2 separate regions of the Sus scrofa genome follow, and region 1 is linked to region 2. Evidence: chromatin contacts called from public promoter capture Hi-C data. All regions are on one chromosome and are shown on one strand. The core of a region is the stretch at or near the end of the contact, and the rest is flanking DNA. Distances in the headings are between cores, read along the strand shown. Region 1 holds the start of MXD3 (MAX dimerization protein 3). Region 2 holds the start of B4GALT7 (beta-1,4-galactosyltransferase 7).

The links. Promoter capture Hi-C pulls out the DNA fragments that hold promoters and counts their contacts.
Region 1: a promoter capture Hi-C map of fetal liver shows a contact between it and region 2, with 2.4 times the contacts expected there. The contact joins the promoter of MXD3 here to the promoter of B4GALT7 in region 2. A contact is called at or near these places in 1 of 5 promoter capture datasets (fetal liver) and 1 of 2 datasets of contacts at active chromatin or transcription factors (alveolar macrophages).

What each region holds. Positions count from the first base shown.
Region 1 is chr2:80,635,082-80,639,367 of Sscrofa11.1, reverse strand. MXD3 (MAX dimerization protein 3) reads right to left here and starts at 2,385. Exons shown (of 6, transcript NM_001244104.1): 1 at 1,909-2,385; 2 at 1,538-1,643; 3 at 841-870; 4 at 596-710. The coding sequence starts at 1,978. LMAN2 (vesicular integral-membrane protein VIP36) reads right to left here. Exons shown (of 8, transcript XM_013994865.2): 8 at 3,200-3,228. The coding sequence ends at 3,215.
Region 2 is chr2:80,358,444-80,362,964 of Sscrofa11.1, reverse strand. It overlaps B4GALT7 (beta-1,4-galactosyltransferase 7), which reads left to right and starts at 3,087. Exons shown (of 6, transcript NM_001168422.1): 1 at 3,087-3,138. The coding sequence starts at 3,089.

The sequences.
Region 1 (4,286 bases), core at 1,136-3,635, 280 kb before region 2:
GCTGCCTTGTGCTCTAGTCAGCACACTCCACTCCCGTCCACTAGGGGGCGCTGAGCTCAGTCCTGGCAGCAGCGAGGGCACCTGGAGGATGGTTCACTGGTGTCCTCTCAGGGCTTTCACCCTCCCAGCCCCTGGAGCTGCCTCCCAAAACAGGGTCAGGAAAGACTGCCCAGAGCAGGAGGCCTTGAAGGATGGGGGAGAGGAAGAGTGAGAACCAGCTCTCTACCTTCTGAGGGACCCTTACACATGACCCGTCACAGAATGCCTCCCATGCAGAGGAGGAAATGAAACCCAGAGAGGCTACGTGACTCGTCCAGGGTCCCACAGTTGGGATCCAAGTAATAATTGCTATAATAACAAGTGAACATTTATTGGAAGAACTTGCTTAAAGCCTCAGAACAATCCTCTGAATTATTTTCTATTTTTCTTCCTACCTAACAAATTTGGAAACTAAAAGCACAGAGAAAACAGCCCCATGTCTCACAGCTGGGCCACAACCTCAGACCTCTCTCCTCAGTTCCACCCGGCCCCTCCCGACTGCCTTGCTTCACACATCCTGGCAAGCTGGCCCCAGGGTGCCAGGGTAGCTCCTTACCTGGATGTGCATCCTGGCCCTGCGCAGAAGGCTCAGTGTGGTGTATCGGGCACAGTCAGCCCCCAGGGGCATCTGCTGCTTCAGCTGCTCCAGGCACCGCTTCAGCTGGGCCCTCCTGCGGGGAAGGGGTCTAGAGGGCAGTGCCAGCCCAGACTTGCTGGCCAGATGAGGGACAGCAGGGGAGGGAAGGCCAGAGGGAGGCAGTTCCTGGGGCCTGGTGCTGTCAGGGCAGGGTTGGGACTCACCTGCGCTTTTCCAACTCGTTATGCACAGACCTGCCAATGCCAGGGAGGATGGGGTGAGGGGGCGTCAGCTACTGCCCACACCCTCACTCCCAGGGCTCCCAGAGGCTCAAAATTCACTACAGATGTGTCCCCCAAACCAGCCCGCTGTGGGGAGCTCGTACTGGCTTCAGGCACCTGAGTCGCCAGGCAGAGGCAGAGAGAGTAAGGAGGCCAAATGCTGACAGAGGCCTGCCCAGGTGACTGTGGGGTCCAAATCAGAACCCCAGCAGCAATCAGGAAGGGCTTCCTGGACACAGGTGACAACTGAACTAAGCCCAGCAACACAAGTTATTCAAAATGGGTAGTGGACAGAGAGGCATTCCAACTGGGGGGAACAGCATGTGCAAAGGGTTGAGAAGACAGCAAAGGAGTAAGCTTGGGGACGTAAGAGTGTGGAGTGTAAGAGTGTGAGGGGACGCAAGACCCAGAAGTGTCTGGTTTACAGTTCCTAACATACCAGAGAAAGAGTCCTTGAACGAAGAGTGTTAAGGGGCGGGAGAGGAGGGGAGAAACGGCAGGAGGAGTCTGAATACCTCCAGAGGAGGGTACCTGACCCAGACGATTCAAGCAACAAGGATGAAGTGGGCAGTGGAGGGGCCCGAAGAGGGCCGGCGCCCATCCCCCACCCCAGGTCCCCGCTGTCCCCAGCCTTCCTCACCGCCCACTGTCCAGCGCGCCAGGATCTTGGGGGGACCGCCGCCTCCTCCTGTGGACCGGGCCAGGACTTCGGTGCGGAAACAGGGACGCATAGCCATGCTCCGCCTCTGCGGGAGAGAACCCCCGCCCGCGTCAGGCTGGGGCTAACACCAGCGGGCGGCCCTGGCACAGTAGGATCAGGGAGGGCCTTCTGGCTACAGGGCTATGTCGCCAAGCCCTCCCACCACACTGCCCGACGCCTCTGAGGTGAGGGAGGGGTGCCCCAGAACTACTGCCCTAAAGCCATGCATCTTTCAAGTTGGGAGCCAAGTCCAGCCCAGGCCCATGTCAACGAGGTCGCTGCCTCGAGTAGAACCAAGGGTTCTTCCTCACCTCTCTCGCGGCGCTCCAGGAACTCGGCCGCCTGCAGCAGAACTTGGATATTGCTGGCCACGGGTTCCATGTCCGCGACAGCTGGCGGCGGGCTGGCCTACGGTGCTGGCCGGAGGAGCGGCTGCACCACTTTTGTTACAATGTAACTGACACGGCGCAACAAACACAGGCGCTCGGCCCCGCCCCCCAGGACGCCCCGCCCCGCCCCGGGACAGCCCAGCTCCTGGCCCCGCCCTCCTGAAACTTGCCGGGGAACCTCGGGGAACCTCGGCCCACCCCACGCGACCACGCCCGCCCCCTCAGACTTGTAGGGCTGCTACAAGCTTCGGCTCCAGGCCCGACCCTTGGACAAACTCCTGGGCTGGAGGGTTGCTGCGTCCTACAGCTTCGCTCAGCAACTCCACGTCTGTTACTTGCGTTTCTAGGCCTCAGTTCCCAGCCCCGTGCTGGTGGCGAAAGGCCGGAACACAGAATGGTGCTTTGGGGGCGGGTGATCTCTAGGAGGCCCCTGGCTCCGCCGCTGCACGTGGGCACGGCGGAGGCGGGGCCCGACGGGCGCCCTCACTCATTTGCCCATTGCCTCCTGCGGCCAGCTGTCTTCACCTTGGGGCGGGGCTGGGGGGCCTCTGAGGCACCATTGGCTGCGCGCGGTTCCGCCTTCTCCCGCCGCTGGTCAACATGTTCGGGCGGGAAAAGGAGCAGGTTTCAAATTTGAAAACCCGAGCGAGGAGGGCGGAGTTGAGCGGGGAATGGGGCCCGCAGTGCGCAAGCGCCAGGGAAGAGGGGCGCGGATCTGGCTCCTGCGCTCCCGGGTCTGTACCTTTGCCTGCTTGCCATCTGCCCCCGTAACGCCCACTGGGCCTCAGCTTCCTACTGTGGCGGATGGGAATAGTCTCCCGGCTCCTCCAACCCCTCATCTGCAGGGAAGCTACTGTCGCTATGAAAACATCAGAAGGGTACCAACTTGAGAACTGATTTGCTAGGGTTCTGGAGCCGACACCAATTCTTCTTGTCACCAATACTTCTCAGGAAAATGCCTTCCTTCCTGTAGGATCGAGAAGCCTTGGGACGGCGTCTTTGAAGGATCTGAACCCATGCCTATGCTGTGTGCAGTTTGTAGAAGCTCCTGGTGTCTTAAGGTTGGTGCAACCTGATGCAGGCTTCTTCCTCCCACAGGGCCCCTGGTCGTCTTACTCGGAGTCCATGGGCCCTTCTTTAACGTGACTTTATAGCCTCCTGAAGAAGATGCAGTGACTTCTATGGGTAGCACCACGAGGTGTCGTCACACCTGAGGGGGCGGTGAAGCCTAAGGGTGGAGACCTGAAGATGAAAGCAGCTGTTACAGGGTGGAGCATTACCGCCAGACTGGGGCTGGGTCTGTGACCCGGAAAAGGAGAGGATGGAGAAGTAGGAACTAGATTCTTTTTTTTTTTTTTTTTTTTTTTTTTGCTTTTTAGGGCCACACCTGCGGCTTATGGAAGTTCCCTGGCTAGGGGTCAAATCAGAGCAATAGCTAGAGGCCTACATCACAGCCACAGCAAGGCAGCATCCTTAACCCACTGAGCAAGGTCAGGGATGGAACTTGCGTCCTCATGGATACTAGTTGGGCTCCTTAGTGCTAAGCCACAACAGGAAATCCCTAGATTCTTTAAAAAGAGACAGTCCTGGGTAAACACATAGCACATGGCAGTCAGTCCTCAGATCCTTGAGAAAAAAACTTTTTGTCTTTTTAGGGCCACACCTGCGGTATATGGAAGTTCCCAGGCTAGGGATCAAATTGAATTGGAACTGCGGCTGCCAGCCTACACCACAGCCACAGCAACTCAGGATCCAGGCCTCATCTGCAATCTACACCACATCTCTGGCAATGCCGCATCCTTAACCTACTGGGCCAGGGATCAAACCTGAGTCCTCGTGGGTACCAGTCAGTTTCATTACCAATGAGCCACAATGGAAACTCCACGAAAAAAACGTTTGAGTTTCTAAGGGTCATTCCCAGAGGAATTACTGATATGATCAAAGAACTGCTGCTTGGGACTGTCCACCCCTTCACCCACCCATTCACTCATGAAACATTTGCTAAGCACTTGCTGGACCCTAGGCACTGTACTGAGGCCTAGAAAATACAAGGATGGGCACAACCAGATATAGTCCACACCTCTGCAGAGCTCATAGGTGAGGGGGGAAGAGACACAGTCATCACACAGTAGAGATACACTTTGACAGGTCCTCACAGGAAAAATACAATGTAAGTGCATGTCCTTAGGAGCATTTGACCTAATCAGGAAGGTCAGAGAAGGTTTTTCTGGGGGAGGTGGGTGAGTAGGAGTTACCTACATTTAGTAGGAGGAGGAGGAACCGAGGAGCATTCCACAATG
Region 2 (4,521 bases), core at 1,838-4,337:
AGGTAGTCCATACTTGATGCAGATTTCCTTAGTTGTTACCTAGTGTCTTTGTTGTTCCAGGATACCATCTAGGAGAAACCAAGTTTAGTTGTTTTATCTCTTTGGGTTCCTCTTGGCTGTGACAGCTTTCCTCAGACTTTTCTCATTTATTACCTTGACAGTTTTTAGGAATACTGTCAGATATTTTGTAGAATTTCCCTCAATTGCAACTTGTCTGCTGTTTTTCTCAGGATTAGACTGGGGTCGTGGATTTTTTTAAAGAAAGACCACAGAAGGAACGTGCCAGTCTCACCCCATCATAGTAAGGGTAGTAATTACCAACATGGCTGTGGGTGCCACAGTTAAAAGTGAGTTAATTGGGAGTTCCCATCGCGGTGGGAATGAATCTGACTAGGAACCATGAGGCTGTGGGTTTGCTCCCCTGGCATCTCTCAGTGGGTTAAGGATCTGGCATTACCGTGAGCTGTGGTGTAGGTCACAAGCACGGCTTGGATCCTGCATTGCTGTGGCCGTGGCATAGGCCAGCAGCTGTAGCTCCAATTGGATCCCTAGCCTGGGAATCTCCATATGCCTTGGGTGCCACCCTAAAAAGCAAAAAAAAAAGTTAACTGGGTTTTTAACATGAAACTTGATTTCTTGAGATCTGATACTACTGGGGCCTCGTCCTGATGCAGCAACAATTAGCTGGCCTGAAGGGTAACTGTCCCCTTTAGAGGGGCTCGTGCTTTCCAGGTCAGTCCCATCTCTCTGCTTCCAACATTGGCCTTACCTGACTGGTCTCTGCAGGGGTTGGCCTCGCCTTTGTCATCAGTGAAATTGAGGCTGAACTTGTCAAGGATCTGCTATAAGGTACAGTGCCCTAGGAGAGATCAGCAAGAAGGGGATGGGTGGATTGTATGTGGGGTTAAAAGAAGAAAGAGCACTGCTGGGAACAAATAATTTCCCACCCATATAGTAAAGTTGTCTCAGAAGTAGAGTAGTTGAGACCATAGTTTGTGCAACCAAACCACCTCAGTTCCCTCATCATTTTTTTTTCCTCCCTCCCTTCGTTCCTGCCTTAGTTGTTACCTACTCCGCTGGATCTTTTTAACTAGTGTCGTGGTGCTGCAGAGATGCTGCCAATCCCACTGTGCCACAGCAGAAACTCATCTTTTTTTTTAATTTTAATTTTTTAATTTATTTTTTTGCTTTTTAGGGCCACACCCTTGGCATATGGCGTTTCCCAGGCTAGGGGTCAAATCAGAGCTACAGCCACGCCAGATCTGAGCCACATCTGCGACCCATACCACAGCTCATGGCAACCCTAGATCCTTAACACACTGAGCAAGGCCAGGGATTGAACCTGCAACCTCATGTTTCCTAGTCAGATTCGTTTCTGCTGCGCCACAACCAGAACTCCTCACATCTTTATTTTTTTATCTATTTTTTTTCTTTTTGCCTGGGGCATGTGGAAGTTCCCTGGACAGGGATTGAATCTGTGCCACAGCAGTGACCCGAGCCACAGCAGTGACAATACCAGATACTTAACCCACTGAGCCACCTAGAAAACTCCTCAGTTACCTCATCTTTAAAGGGGGCACAGAGTTCCCGTCGTGGCTCAGTGGTTAACGAATCCAACTAGGAACCATGAGGTTGCAGGTTCGATCCCTGGCCTTGCTCAGTGGGTTAAGGATCCAGCGTTGCTGTGAGTTGTGTTGTAGGTTGCAGACGCGGCTCAGATTGATCCCGAGTTGCTGTGGCTCTGGTGTAGGCCGGCGGCTACAGCTCTGATTGGACCCCTAGCCTGGGAACCTCTATATGGCGAGGGAGCAGCCCAAGAAATGGCAAAAAGACAAAAAAAAAAAAAAAAAAAAGTGGGCATAGTAAGTACCATACTCACAAGAATAGATTGAGTTAACAATAGTAAAGTATCTATTTTTGCTTTTTAGGGCCGCAACCAAGGCATATGGAGGTTCCCAGGCTAGGGGTTGAATTGGAGCTATGGCTGTCGGCCTACGCCACAGGCACAGCAACATCAGCTCTGAGCCACATCTGCAACCTACACCACAGCTCACAGCAATGCCAGATCCTTAACACACTGAGCGAGGCCAGGAATCAGACCCAGATTCATTAATGCTGCGCCACGATGGGAACTCTGACAGTAGCAAAGAATTTAAAACAATGACTGGCACATAGTCACAACTCAATGCATGTTAGCTATTTATTAGGAAACAAAATTTGCCTGGAAGAACAGAGATTAAGTCTAATAACATTGCCACTCTCTCTTCCCAGGAGGGAAGCTGGCCCAGCATAGGGCTAAATTACAGTGACAGGTCAGATATGGGAAATCTATCTTCTATGCCCTTCTTAAGTACTCACCTCAGCTCCACCTAAGTACTCCTCCCCTGGATGACATTTATCATTTATATAGCGTTGACTATTGTGCCCATCACTGTACCAAGTGTTTGCATTTTCTCTCCTTTAATCCTCACAGTAACCATATAGATCAGAACAATTTACTTAGGTGAGGAAACAGAAGCAAAATATTGTGCCTTGCTCCCAAACAGCCAAATTGGCAGAATCAGGTTTCAAATACAGTCAATTTGCCTTTAGTGCCGCTCCTAACTACTACTTGGGGTATCACTTAGGGTATTGCCCGAACCCCAGGTGAACCCTGCACTTGGCTCTGTCCCCATCCAAGCTTGTTGCACCTGGGTTGACCGCGGCTCAGACGCTCCCTGCCTTCCCTTGGGAAGAGGAGGAAGACGCAGGAGATCCAGGGCGCTGATTTGGAAGTTTGTGGTCTTAGTCCAGTCCCAGACCATTGACTTGAGCCCTCCCTGGGGTCCCAATTTCTCGGGATGTTAAGCGGTTCTCGGAAAACAGCAGTTCAGGCGGTTGGAGCGCTCACGTGTTCCTCCGGACGCGGAACCTTTGACGCTGCAGCTCCGGGGAGCACACGGCTCGGCCGGAGCAGCGGACCCAGCGGACCCAGGGGCGGGGCGGACGGGCCTGGGCGGGGCGGGAGGCGGAGGCGCCGCGTAGGCCGGGGAGGCCGGGCTGGCCCGGCTCGGAGCTAGAGCTCCATGCGCCGCCGCCTCCCCCAACGATGTTCCCCTCCCGGAGGAAAGCGGCTCAGTTGCCCTGGGAGGACGGCAGGTGAGCGGCGGTGGCCGGCCCGGGCCACGTCCTCCCGGGTGCCGATCCTTTCCGGGCCGCCCCGTGGGATTCAGCAGCCCGAGGCCGTCGCGTCTCCGTCTCTGCGGGGCTCTCTGAGGGTTTGTGGTTCTCCTTGTGGGTCACTGCTCTCTCTGTATTCGCGTCTCTGTCTCTCTGTGTGTAGGTCTCTGTCTCTACCAGTCCCCGTCACTCCGCAGGTCTTCCTCACGCAGCAGGTCTGTATTTCTCCGTTGACTTCCCTTTGTGAGTTTCTATCCCTCTGTTCGAGTCTCTTTCTCTCATGGGTTTCTGTGTTTTTCCACTGGCCTCTATCATCGTGCAGGTCTCTGGCTTCGTTGGCCTCCCTCAGTGGATGTCTCTCTGTCTGTCTCTGGTTTCAGAGGTTCTGTCTTTCTCTGGTCTCTGCATCCCGCATCACATCCACGTTGCCGTAGACCCTACCCTCCCTCCTCATGCTTCCCCAGTCTTTTCTGACTGCCCAGAAGAATACACCCAACAGAAGCTCTATGCTCTGCCTGGCTGGCCACTGCCTGGCGGAGACTAAACACTCCTCAGACTGCAACGTTAGTTCATTTCCGGTGTAGCTGTGCTTGAATGTGGTCTGCCCCTTGTGTTGGGTGTGAGCTTGACCCAGACCTTAGCTAGTGATTACCACTAAAGCAAAATGGGAGGTAGAGGAGAGCTATTTGGCCGTTTACATTTGGAAGGACACCCACACTTCAGTTTTGAGATGAACTGCCAAAACTCTGCTCACTAGAACACATGATGGTGGATCTACCTAGTGAGTGGATGTCACCTCATTTTCTTTATGTCTCTTAAGTTTGCCAGATGCCTAACGACTGGAATAGAGTGGGCACAACTCTTTAATCTTTGGGGATTTTTCAGACTTTGTGTTGAAGCGAGAAGACAGGACTATGGTAGAAAGCCTGGACTGTGGATTTAGGCCTGGACAGGAATCCTCTTTGATAGCCATGTGACCAGAAGCAGACTTAAATCTTTCTCCTCAGCTTTTCCATCTCTGAAACAGGGATCATAATATCTGCTCTTCAAGTCTATCTGAGGATGAAAGGAAGTCATATATGTAAAACTCTTGACACTGCTTGGCATAGAGGAGATGCCAGTTGACTTCCAGTTGCTTTTGCAGCTTGAAGGTGCTGACACCAGAGCAGCTGAGTAGTCAAACCTGTACCACTAAGGTTTGTGTGAGAGAAGAAAGGAAAGGTAATGGAGGAGAATGTCCAGTTCCCAATTCCTTCCCATAAACTTTTGGAACATAACCATGCTCCCAGAAAACTTTACCAATGTCAGTGCTACTTTTGACCCACAGGTACAAAGATCCGTGCAACAGATGCAGGCTATTGT